Regions from separate parts of the Mus musculus genome. Here region 1 is linked to region 2. A link is a contact called in public HiChIP or PLAC-seq data. All regions are on one chromosome and are shown on one strand. Each heading gives the region's core, a stretch centred on a gene start, on an enhancer-like site or on the middle of the called end of the contact. The rest is flanking DNA. Distances are from core to core; before and after follow the strand shown.

Region 1 (6,195 bases), core at 2,861-5,360, 240 kb after region 2:
CAGGAAGATGCCACCCCACCAGCTAATGACCCATGCCCTAGCACATCTGCCAAGACACTGCACTACTGACAGCATCTATCTCCTGGGTGGGGCGGGGCATTATGTGAGAAAAATAAAGGAGACAGGGGGCTTCGGCCTTCTTCTTCTCAGGAGCCTGAGATACCCAAGGTGTGTATCCCTGGTCACTCCATGACACTCTGCCCTTGGTAGGGAGGCCTCCGGCCACATGGTACACGCTAGGTTTTCCACCTCCGAGTTCTCGGGGTTTCTCCTGTGCCGGATTCTGCGCCCTGTGGACACTTAATTGACCCCTGAGCCCTTAAGTACTGGTCCCAAGGATCTGACGGACTCAGCTTCTGATTTCTGGACGCCTTGCACACTGGACTCTCAGTCTAGCCAGTGTGATGATCATCCCAGAGAACCTGAATGCAGGCCCCGGCCTCCTGGCCTCCCCAACCGGGACCACACGGAAGAACTGCGCCCAGCTCTCCATTCTAGTAATCCAAAATTGCAGGCCCTCCCAGTCCCGGGGACCCGACCCTCTCCACATTTCTGCACGAAAGCCTCCCAGGTTCTCTGTGCACTGGACACTCCGAGCACAGGCCGACTCACCATGGTGCCAGCAGTCCAGCACTTCCACTAATCCGGGATGGGCGCTGGTCAGAGGAGGCTGCGCGGTCTCCTGGCAACTCCGACTAGATCCCGTGCTGGTTCTCAAATCCTCGCGAGACTATCCTCCAGTTCTCCCCTCCCACCCACCCCCGCCCTAAGGGACCTGGGCAACCGGGAGTGCGTCCCTAACAACGCGCCAGAAGAGCTAGTGTTGCCCTCGGTGTATTGCTGGTCTCTCTCCCACTACAACTTGGGCTACAGAAGAAACCTATTGTGGTTCCTCGGGTTCTCCAGAGTCTACATGGCGGGCGCTCACAAGGAGGAACGGATAAAGAGAAAAGTCTGAATGATTAATCTGCCTCCCAAGCCAAGTTCCCAAATTGGATGCAAATATTGAGCTAAGAGCCCGCTCCTGCGGCCCATCCACCTTGCCCTGCTTGTGAAAATTCCTTCCACATGCTGCTCTGATGAGACTGAACGTGTAAAGCTGGGCTTCCAGAAAGAAAAACGCTAAGGGTGTTATGCCTGCGACCACTGGGGAAGCTGAGAGGAAGACTGCATGCGTTGGAAGCTAGCCTGGGCTACATACCAAAAACCCTGTCTCAAAAAAAAAAAAAAAAAAAAAAAAAAAAAAAAGAAAAAAATGCTGGAGAGATGGCTCAGCGGGTAAGAGCACTGACTGCTCTTCTGAAGGTAGAACCACCCATAATGAGACCTGACGCCCTCTTCTGATGCGTCTGAAGTCAGCTACAGTGTATTTATTTATAATAATAAATAAGCGAGTTGATTGGAGTTGCTTGGAGCAGGGCTGCACCCTGCATAACAACCACATAAAGGCTCACAACCATCTGTACAGCTGCAGTGTATGCACATACATAAAAAGAAAGAGAAACAAAACAAAAGCAAAACAACAACAAAGTGGCTTAGCAGGACAGGGTAAAACAGAAACAGAAGGGACAGCAGGTTATGCTCCTCTGCCTGCTCTGAGGATGAAGATTCCACACCCATAAGTGGATGCAGCAGGAGAGAAAGATTGCTCAGTGGTGGGGATCTGAGGCTCCTAGCAATGAGACTCCCCTGTTTGCTAACCCAACCTCCCAGTGTCCCCTCTCCCAGATTCTTGAAGAATGGCCCGCTGGAAGAACAACACCGGATCCTTGTGAGCATTCTAACAGTGGCTTATTTGTAGTAAATCTTAACAAAAGTCCAACATAGCCGCCACGCTGTTTGCTGTCAGTGAACTTTAAGGCGAGCCCCACTCGCCTGGGAAACTCAAAAGCAGCACCTAGAAGCACCTGAGCACAGTTAGGTCAGCTGTCGAATGCTGTCAGCCGAGAGCTCAGATTGTCAGCCGGAACATACACAGGTGGACTCCGGGTAGCCTGTTTTTTACGGGAGCCTTCCAAGAAAGCTGGATTTCTTTCCTAAAGACCTAGCCTTGGGAGTTGCACTGTCTCACATCTCCCACACTCTACTAGCCAGTGCAGTCACAGGCTCCAACAGCACTGCAGCTAAAAGATCCTGATGGTACGGTTCTGGAAGAAATGGTTCCAGCAGTTTTGGCTTGTTTGTTGAGGCGGAGTCCATGTAGCCAAGGCTGACCTCAAAGCCAGACCATCAGCAAGATCAGAGATGAACATGAACTGCTCCTCCTGCCTCCACCTGTGAAGCATTTGGGACAGGTGTGTAGCACCATGATTGGCTCCCTGACATTTTAACTGCTTTACTATTTTGGAAAGCACAGCCTGCTAATGTCCCAGGTACCTAATAGTGGCCTATGCCCAACCCTCTTTTTCTTTTTTTTTTTTTTAAGATTTATTTATTTTAAGTACACTGTAGCTGTCTTCAGACACCCCAGAAGAAGGCATCAGATCTCATTAGGGATGGTTGTGAGCCACCATGTGGTTGCTGGGATTTGAACTTAGTGCTCTTAACCGCTGAGCCATCTCTCCAGCCCTCCCCCTCCCCCTAAGCTAACCTTATAACCCTGGTTTTGTCCCAGGGAGGAAAGGAATGACCAAGGACCGAGCACTGACTCAGCCAGGCCTGGTGGGGTTTCAGAGGGCTTTAGCCAGCTGGTGGGGATGTTCCCTTGTTTTGTAAACTAAGAACTATTTAACTTTCTGAAATCGGCCTTCAAGCTTAAAGGCCACAGGCTACCTTGTGTCCACTAGAGCTGGGCAGAAAGCCAGAGCTTTGACTCAGACCCTACTTGATTCAATGAAGCTTTTTGGCTACTGTCCTAGCCATCCATTCTGCCCAAGGCAGTACCAACTTATTTCATCCACTCAAATTCCCCTCAGCCTGTTCAGTTATGAATAACTCATCTTCTCTGATAATTTCCTTTGTTGTTTTGTTTTTGTTTTTTTGTAAAAGTGTAAATGGATTTTAGATTGGGCCTTCTGACTTCTAACCCTGAATTGTGCAACCTGGAGAAAGTTGCTGTCTGTCGGTCTCTGTGCCGGGCATCTTTAGATCTCTAGGAGTAAAGAGATACTGTGTATCTTAGTTAGGGTTACAATTTCTGTGAGGAAACACCACGACCGAAACAACTTGGGGAGAAATACATACTCGGCTTACACTTCCACACCGTTGTTCGTCGACAAAAGCAGTCAGGGCCAGAAGGGAAAGCAGGCCAGGAGGCTGGAGGCAAGAACTGCCGCCCAGGCCGAGGAGGAGCTGCTTACTGGCTTCCTCCTCACGACTTGCTCAAGCTGTTTTCAAAGAGCCGCCTGCCTCTGCCTCTCTGCCTCAGCCCTGGGATAATTAAAGGTCTGTGGTACCAAGGCCTAGCCTTAGCCTGGCCTTAGCCTGCTTTCTTATAGAACCCAGGACTACCAGCTCAGAAATAGCGCTACCCACAGTGGCCTGGCCCTCCCACATCAATAATTAAGAAAATGCCTTACGGCGGAACATTATGGAGGCGTTTTCTTAATTGGGGTTCCCGCCTCTCAGATAACTTCAGCTGTGTTAAGTCGACGTAAAATTAAATGGCACACTGTGCCATGCAAGCAGGTCTGATGCAGGACTGGCGTTTGGAGATGGGACTCCAGCTGTGGGTTATCAATACATCCAAGGCCTTCTTTTTACCAGGTCACCCCCCACTCCTCCCGGACTTGTACTCTCAATATGGATTCAATAGCATTAATCAGGTCCACAATTCCAGGCTTATCAGTTGAGGGTTCTGGGGCTGCTTTGGCCCTTCTTGTGGCACCTCCTCTCCTAACTCTTTTGCCAGGCTCCTCATGTCGCTGGCGCCCCACAAAAGCCCGAGGTTGTGATGGATAGATGGACCGCAGCCAGCGCGCAGCTCAGTGCGCAGGAGCCAGGGAAGCTAGCTGAAGTCGGAGGTCCGCAAAGGGCTACGTCCCTGCAGAAGGGTGGGTGGGGGTGGGGGTGGGGGGGTGGGAGTGGGATGGGGGGGGGTTGTTGTTGGCCGGGTCGGCAGGGGGCGCGCGAGGAGCAGGGCGGGGCTGCACCTGTGCTGCTGGCTGCTGGAGATGGGGAGGGGAGCGGCGCCAGAAGCAGCTGCGCGCCCCGCCCCGCGGGCTCCTCCCCGCCACCGCGGCCCCTTAGCTGCTGCCCCGATGCGCTGTGCCCGAAGCCCGGACTCAGTAGTCACCAGAGCAGTTGGGGCACCCGGGCTGTCGCCGCCGCTGCCCACACCCCCCGCGGACCCCATTGGCCGCATGGAGTCTCCCGAGGGCGCTGGTCCGGGAGGTGAGTCCGACCCCGGCCCCCAGAACCCAACAACAAACCGCAGCCCCTCCCTCTGCCCACTAGCCAGCTACTCCCGGGGCCTGGAGACCCGCTGATGCCTTCTGAGCCCGCCCGTCCGACTCAGAGCTAGGGGCGGAGGAGGGGGCCGGGCCAGATCCTTGGAAACGTGCGGGTATCCGGCTCGGCAAACACAGACTGCGTCTCTTTCCCTGATATGCGAGCTCCGGGCTCCGGAAGGCTTGCGGACTGCCCTCCAAGGAGGTGACCAGGGGTTGCGTCCTGAGCCCCCTGCCAGCCGAGCCTGGGAGCGGGGGAGGGGCGTGTAGGGGCCGGAGTTAGGGATCTGGAGAGGGGATTCGTAGGGGCGATGCTACCCGCTTGTTCACGCGTAGGCTTTGTTCGCCCCAGCCGCGATACCAGGAGGAATGACAAGAGGCGGAAGGGGGTCTGGGGCTCCCGACTGAGCTGGGGTTTTTGTGAGGTCATGGCGCATGCACCCGAGCTCTTGGTGCTGCAGGGCAGCGGCCTCCGAGCTGCCCAGCTGCCATATATTTGGAAGGGAAGGTGTGAATGGTGTGCTCCTTCCTCGGCCTCTCCCAGCAGCTGAAGACCCTTGAGGTTAACATCTTACCGCAGGGTCTGCCCTCCTTGGAGCGTGCCCACAGGCGGGTGGCTGATAATAGAGAGAAAACTCTTAAAAATCACCCACCCTGCGTCTCAGCTTTCCAGAAAGCTTTTCAGGGATCCATCGCTGTGGGAACTTGGATGTAATCTGAACAATCCATCACTTGCTTAGCCATACCCAACACCTCTAGGATTTCCTGAAGATCCCATCCCAAGGAAACACCAAGTGTCTGAGGATTTGGCCAGCTTGCCATTCCGCCTGCAACCCAGCCACACGATGGCTTCTTCTGAAGTCCAAAGGGTTGCCCGTGGGAGCTGTCCCCAAGCGGCTCCTATGTCTACAGGCGGGGAGCAGTGTCCTGCTTGAAAACCCTTATCTGCCTAAGCGCCAGACACTTTCCAGCCAGTGGGATTGGTTGTGCTTTGTTTTGTTTTTATGGGAGACCAGCGTTCTTGCTATTGACAGTCCCCAGACCCTGGGTCTTCCCAGCACCAGCTCCGTGGGTACCAGAAGGTAGATGGTTTGGAGAGCAAGGACTTGGCTTGTAGAGCTCAGAGTTATTTTTTGAGCTGTGCGATGTTGGAAACTTGCCTGTGCCCCTGAGCCTCCGTTAGCATGGCTGTCAATACAGGCAGCCCCCTTGTATAGGGCAGAGGTCTGTCTTTCTTTCTTTCTTTCTTTCTTTCTTTCTTTCTTTCTTTCTTTCTTTCTTTCTCTGAGGAAAGAAAGAACAAGCCCACAAGCTTAAGCAGAGATGGAGTATGCTGTCTCTGATGTATGCATTACTGGCTGGGGGTGGGGGGCTCAGACGCCCGATTCAGTGAACAAATCCCAAGTACCTATCATGAGCTGGTACCGTGCCTGCATGTCGGGAGGCAAAAGCTAAGAGGGAATTCTCTCTTGGTGCCTTTAGCGTGTTTTCTTGTCTGCATCCTGAGCTAGTGGGCTGTGCTTGGTGGGGCTCCCTAAGGGTGACTGTAATGGTAACTTTGTTTTGGAGCCTGTGAAACACAAAAAAGGCAGAGCCCAGGAGGATGGAGCTCTGTGTTCCATCTCCCAGGCCCGCAGCAGGGCTCGCTCATACAGACCTTGCCAGCCTTCCTCTAGTACTCCGCATTAAATCTAGACCTGTTATTCATCAGTAGCCACTGAAGAAACGATCTCCCAAAAGTAAAATCTTTATAATGTATCATTAAGCCAGGGTCTATGTAGCCCTGGCTACCCTGGATCTTGCTATG
Region 2 (5,477 bases), core at 1,371-3,870:
GTGGCAGTATAATGAATTCAGACAGACTACACGGTCAAAAAAATAAATAAATGTCAAAATGTAATTTTAAGAAGGGAAGCTGACCATAAACTGCTAACTGCAGTGTGAAGCCACTTACAGAGTTTTTAAAACTTCGCAGAGCAGCAGCTTACGGCTCTGAACACACAGAGCTAGCAGTGTTAAACCACCAAAAGCATGAGAACAATACTCAGACGTCGTCAGATTATTCAACCTTCCCGCCTGCTCTCTGAGCCGGCTCCCTTCTGATTCCCGTTGGCCGAGCCTAACCCGAGTGAGAGTCAGAGCCTGGCCAGGAAGCGTTGACTTGGGTGAGGGTCTGATCTCTCCTGCTGAAGTAGGGACAGCTCAATGAGCAGATCTTGGCTGAGACTGGTCAGGCAGGTCTAAGAGAGAGGCCTAGGCTCTCAGGTGACACAGTATGCCCCCTACTGCGGTGATCTGATTGTACCATCATGGCCACTGTACAGAAAGGGAGAAGATGGTCTGTGAACTTTAGAGAGAGATGAGCCTGCTATGAGAGCCTGCCTCTCAGTCAGATCCCAGGCAGGACTTGGAGAAGGTCAAACAAACCTTGGGAGCCTCTCTGGTCCTTCTTGTACCAGGTTACCTCCCAGGGACCTTGTTAAGAATCTAAAACAGTGGATCTCAACCTGTGGGTGGTGATCTCTTTTGCATATGAGTTATCCTGCGCGTCAGATATTGATTGACATTATGATTCATAACAATAGCAAAATTACAGTTATTAAGTAGCAACAAAGATAGTTTTATTGTTGGGGCTCACTACAACATATTAAAGAGTGGGTCCCAACATTAGGAAGGTTGAGAACCACTACTCTAGAACATAGAATGGTTCAGAACCAAGAGCTTACCTGCTATGGGAAATCCTGGAGATTCCAGGTCATGATTCCACCCACCCGCCTGCCTGGTTGTGGACTGAGTGGAGCCAGCCGGCCCTTGGGGAGGAGGCTGTGTACACCGTGGTGCTTCTTGTTCCTGCTTCTGGAGTCTCAGGAAAAGGGGAGCTTCCAGCTCCTTCCCCGAGTCTTTTTTTCCTTAGTGTTTTGTGTCCAGGTAGCTACCCACTTCAGACAGCTACTTTATCTACTTTTACCCCATTTATTTATTTTATGTATGTGAGTACATTGAATTTTAGGGCCTTTGCTCCCTCTCGTCGGGCCCCCACTCGCTCAAAGCCAGATTTATTTATTATTATAATGTACACTGTAGCTGACTTCAGACACACCAGAAGAGGGCGTCAGATCTCATTGTGGATGGTTGTGAGCCACCATGTGGTTGCCGGGATTTGAACTCAGGACCTTAGGAAGAACAGTCAGTGCTCTTAACCGCTGAGCTATCTCGCCAGCCCAACATGCCAGTTTGGATAAACATACCAAGGGGTTCATTCCAGGGTTCCTGTGGGAAAGGCTCTGAAACTTTGATCCGTGTCTCAGAACAAAAGGAGTCATGCAGAAGGTAAAGAGCTGCAGCAAGATCTATGGCAGAGGGCTGTCTCAAATGCTCATGGCCCTCCTGTGGCTAGACTCCATCGGGGAGCAAAGAGCAACCAGAACCTGTCCTTCAACCTCAGGAGCCACCACCTGCTGCTTCTTACAGTCCTCTTGGAGTGTAGATTATCTTTCTCAGCCCCCTCAGCCCACAAAGAACAGACCTACAGTAGGGGAGCACCTGACCTCTGAGTCACACACAGACTTAGAAAGACTCGGCTGGTTTCCCTGCCCCACTTTGTCTTTGGGGCTGGTGGAGGAGACCTGGGCCCCGGTCATGGTGATTCATTTTGAGCTCCTTACCGGGCAGAGTGGCTCTCACAGTGACACAGGCTACAGGGTTGGCTTGGGATGGGCTGCAGTAGAAGGCCCTGCAGCATCTCTTCCTCGTCCCGTGGTGACTTACTCTACTAAAATCTTCTCTGAGGGCAGGGCCCGACCTAATTGTAAGTTGTCATGGAAGCATGTCAAGAGGAAGAGGAACAATGATCTGGTCCAGGCAGATGTGATGCTGAGGGAGTCACTGACATCACAGCCAAGGACCCCAGAGGGCTGAAAGCCTCGGGCACACTCAGCTGTGTCTCACTCCGTGGGAAACATTCCGCCCAGAGAAGAGGGTGTGGCCTCAGGTCCCCAGAAGCCCTTACCTGTCTGTCAACAGCGTCTCATCATCATATCCTCTGTGGGGTGTTTCTCATTCATTCATTCATTCATTCATTCATTCATTCATTCATTCTTCAGCAAATGATTGCTGAGAGCCTACCGTGTGGTGGCTGTTTTGCTCCGAGAGTAGACACACCGTCTGTGGTGGATTTGTATTGACGGACACTGTGGTAAACTGAGGCTGCACAGGAAGCCAGGTGAGGAATCCTTTTCGGGAGCTGACGCATACACTGGTCTGCACTTGATACAGATCTACACAAGAGATGGCGCGAGCAAAACGCCTTGGGGAGGTGAGAGTCTCGGTGAGGTTGGAGGACTGACCCGGAAGCTGTGTGTCAAGAGGGTGAAGGGCAGAGGGCGGCTACACAGGCCTGAGCTGCGGCTCGGTCTTTAACCACAGTGTGAAATCACTGGTGGATTAGGAACAGGAGAGAGGCTGATTTGCATATTAAAAAGATTGCCCAGCTGCTGGGTGAAGACTGCCTTTTAAAGGCGCAAAAAATAGAAATAGGAAGACCAGCTAGGGAGGGAGCGGCTCAGCAACGCAGACAGGAAATAATCACTGTTATTATCTGCAGTCCTCCAGAGGAGCTCACAGCAGGTAGGAACGCCGCGTGCTCGTTTGCGGAGTGAATTTTCGGAGTGAAAGGTACAAAAGCCTTTTCTGCCGTTCTGTCTTTGAAACTTCAGAGCAGCGCTGGGATGGATTAGGGTCGTGTTCTTGGGCTAAAATGAGTCTCCAAGGCACTGGTCCTAGGTAAGGTAAGGCTCTGTTGGGAGCTGAGAGCTTGCTTTTACTCTAGGCCTCCTGACCTATCTGGGCTCTGTCCATTCCTGGAACCCCCCTAGGCAAAGTTTCCCAGGCCAGAAGGAAAGAGTGCAGTGACAGAACTAGGTAGTCAAGGCCCAGAGTCCTGCTGACCAGAGCCTAGGTGCTAAGTTCTCCTGGTGCTATGCCTGTGTATGGAGAACACAGTATGATGTGGTCTGGCTTCCAAGAGCCTAAAATCTAACCAGAAACAAATGGGAGCCTCAATAAATAATTTAAGAACGTCTTGAAAATTAAAAGGCACACACACAAATAACTCTAGGAGGAAGCCAGGGTTTTTCCTCGGGACAAATGGGCCTGAATACTATTTTGAAGGCTGTGTTTTCACTTGGACCTTGATGGTCCCTGGGGCAGTTGCTGGCCTGCTAACAAGGTCACCCATATCATTTGATCCACGCTATACTGAAGCAGTCCTTACCCGCTGCCCGGCAAAGTCCTTCCATACTTAGTGTCTAATACAATGGCTGCTTTGTTGACCCCATGAGTTCTGTGCCTCAGGAATTTGGAAGGTCGGGAGTGGGGATGGCTGGGCTCTGACTCAGCATCAGCATGTGAAGCCTCAGTTTTGAATGCCACTGGCTAGGTGCCAGGACCCGAGACCCTCTGACAACTACATGCCAGGCGATCAGGCTGGGGAGATGCCAAGGCTGAGCTGAACCAGCTGCTCTTCAGTGTGTTTCTGTGGGGTCTCTCCATGGCCTGGGGTCGCCTCACAGCATCGGAGCTCCAGGAAGTTTTGCCTCAACCACATGAATCAGAGCTACTGAGACAGCAGAAGCCACTTGGCTTTTAGGTCCCACCTGAAGGCATCTCTACCTGTCGCTGCTGCAGCACAGCATAGCACAGTACACACTGGTGTGTGTGCACCCACATCAGGTGGCTTCCAGGGCCCTGCCACACACTGGAAGGAACGTCAGTGTTCACAGTCTAGTGAAAACCATGGGAAGGTTTAATGAAACCAGGAAATAAAACCTATGTTGGATGAGATGGCTCAGCGGTTAAGAGCACTGACTGCTCTTCCGAAGGTCCTGAGTTCGAATCCCAGCAACCACATGGTGGCTCACAATCATCCGTAATGAGATCTGACGCCCTCTTCTGGTGTGTCTGAAGACAGCTACAGTGTACTTGCATATAATAAATAAATAAATCTTAAAAAAAAAAAAGAAAAAAGAAAAAAGGCTCGTGTTGGATAGTTTATAGCTCTAAACCAGGGCCAGCAGCAATGTCTTTTGACAAGAAATGAATTTGAGCACAGAATTGTGCTGTGACATAATCAATAAAATGTTAATTGTTTAGCCCAGGGACCAGAGCACAGAAGTATTTGCTATTACTTGGAGGGGACAATGTGAGCAAGGCTGTTGTGAAGACAAAGGATGACAGCAGTCGAGATGCCTGACCAAAGAGCATCTGCGCAGATGTTTTCCGGAAGGTTCATCTTGGTCAGGTTTCAAAGGAGGAAAGGAAAATATTTACTTTGCATGATACTGCTTTTAAATGGATCTCTTCTTATCAAGGCAAGCCCATCAAGCCTTATGTTCGGAAGTACTTAGTGAGAACTAATAGTCACTATGTGCTTGAGATAAAAATAGAAAGAGGGCGGGGAGGGAGAGAGAGAGAGAAAAGGAGGGAGTGGGGGAAGAGAGAGAGAACTCTGGAGGAAGTGCCCATGGGAGAAATACCCAGGAGAGTGCGCCTTGGTGTCAGTGTTCCTGTGGTCTCCAAGGCTATCCACCTTCACAACTGACAGCAAGTTTCAGAATGGGTGACAAAAGGAGTAAATTCCTCTCAGAGGGAAGACATGATGCACGTTCGTGTGTGTGCATGCATGTGGTGTTTGCGTGCATGTGTGTGCACACGTATGCATTTATTTCACGTGTGTACCTGCCTTAGGTTTCTAGTGCTGTGATAAAACACTGACCAAAATCAACTTGTGGAGGAAAGGATTTATTCATTCGGCGTACATGTCCCACCCAGGGCATAGTCCATCAGGAGATGCCAAGTCAAGAAGCACCTGGCGAGAAGGAAAGCACAGCCATGTAGGATGCTGCTTGCTGGCTTGCTTAGCTTCCTCACATCCCCCAGGACTCCTGCCGGGGGGGGGGGGGGTGGCACACCCACAGAGGCCTGCATTCCCACACCGATCATTGACTTTTTAAACTTGCCCTACACACTTGCCTACAGGCCATGCAGCGAGAGCTCCTTCTCAGCTGACGCTCCTCTTCCCGGAATATGCCTAGGTTTGAGTGACGTTTACAAAAATCAATTGGCACCAAAAGAAAGAACAGTCTTGGTTGATTTGAGCCCCTCCCATTGTTTTAAAACGGCCTTACGAGATGAAATTCGCCCACTATGAAGTCTACCTATCTAAAGTACAAACTCAGTGATGCTTGGTGTATTCACAGTGGTGTGACCACTAGTACATTCTAGATTAGATGCCCCAGACAAACTGGGTAGCTAGA

The links. HiChIP or PLAC-seq counts read pairs in DNA pulled down with a chosen protein or histone mark.
Region 1: a contact with region 2 is called in a FOXA1 HiChIP or PLAC-seq map of pancreatic cancer cells. The contact joins the promoter of Dbndd1 here to the promoter of 4732419C18Rik in region 2. A contact is called at or near these places in 2 of 115 datasets of contacts at active chromatin or transcription factors (embryonic stem cells and pancreatic cancer cells) and 3 of 9 other capture datasets (adipose tissue, liver and pancreatic islet).

Annotation. Positions count from the first base shown.
Region 1 is chr8:123,513,370-123,519,564 of GRCm38.p6, reverse strand. Dbndd1 (dysbindin (dystrobrevin binding protein 1) domain containing 1) reads left to right here and starts at 4,110. Exons shown (of 4, transcript NM_028146.4): 1 at 4,110-4,332. The coding sequence starts at 4,200. It overlaps Gas8 (growth arrest specific 8), which reads right to left and starts at 730. Exons shown (of 11, transcript NM_018855.2): 1 at 613-730. The coding sequence starts at 615.
Region 2 is chr8:123,751,371-123,756,847 of GRCm38.p6, reverse strand. 4732419C18Rik (RIKEN cDNA 4732419C18 gene) reads left to right here and starts at 2,620. Exons shown (of 3, transcript NR_166622.1): 1 at 2,620-2,790.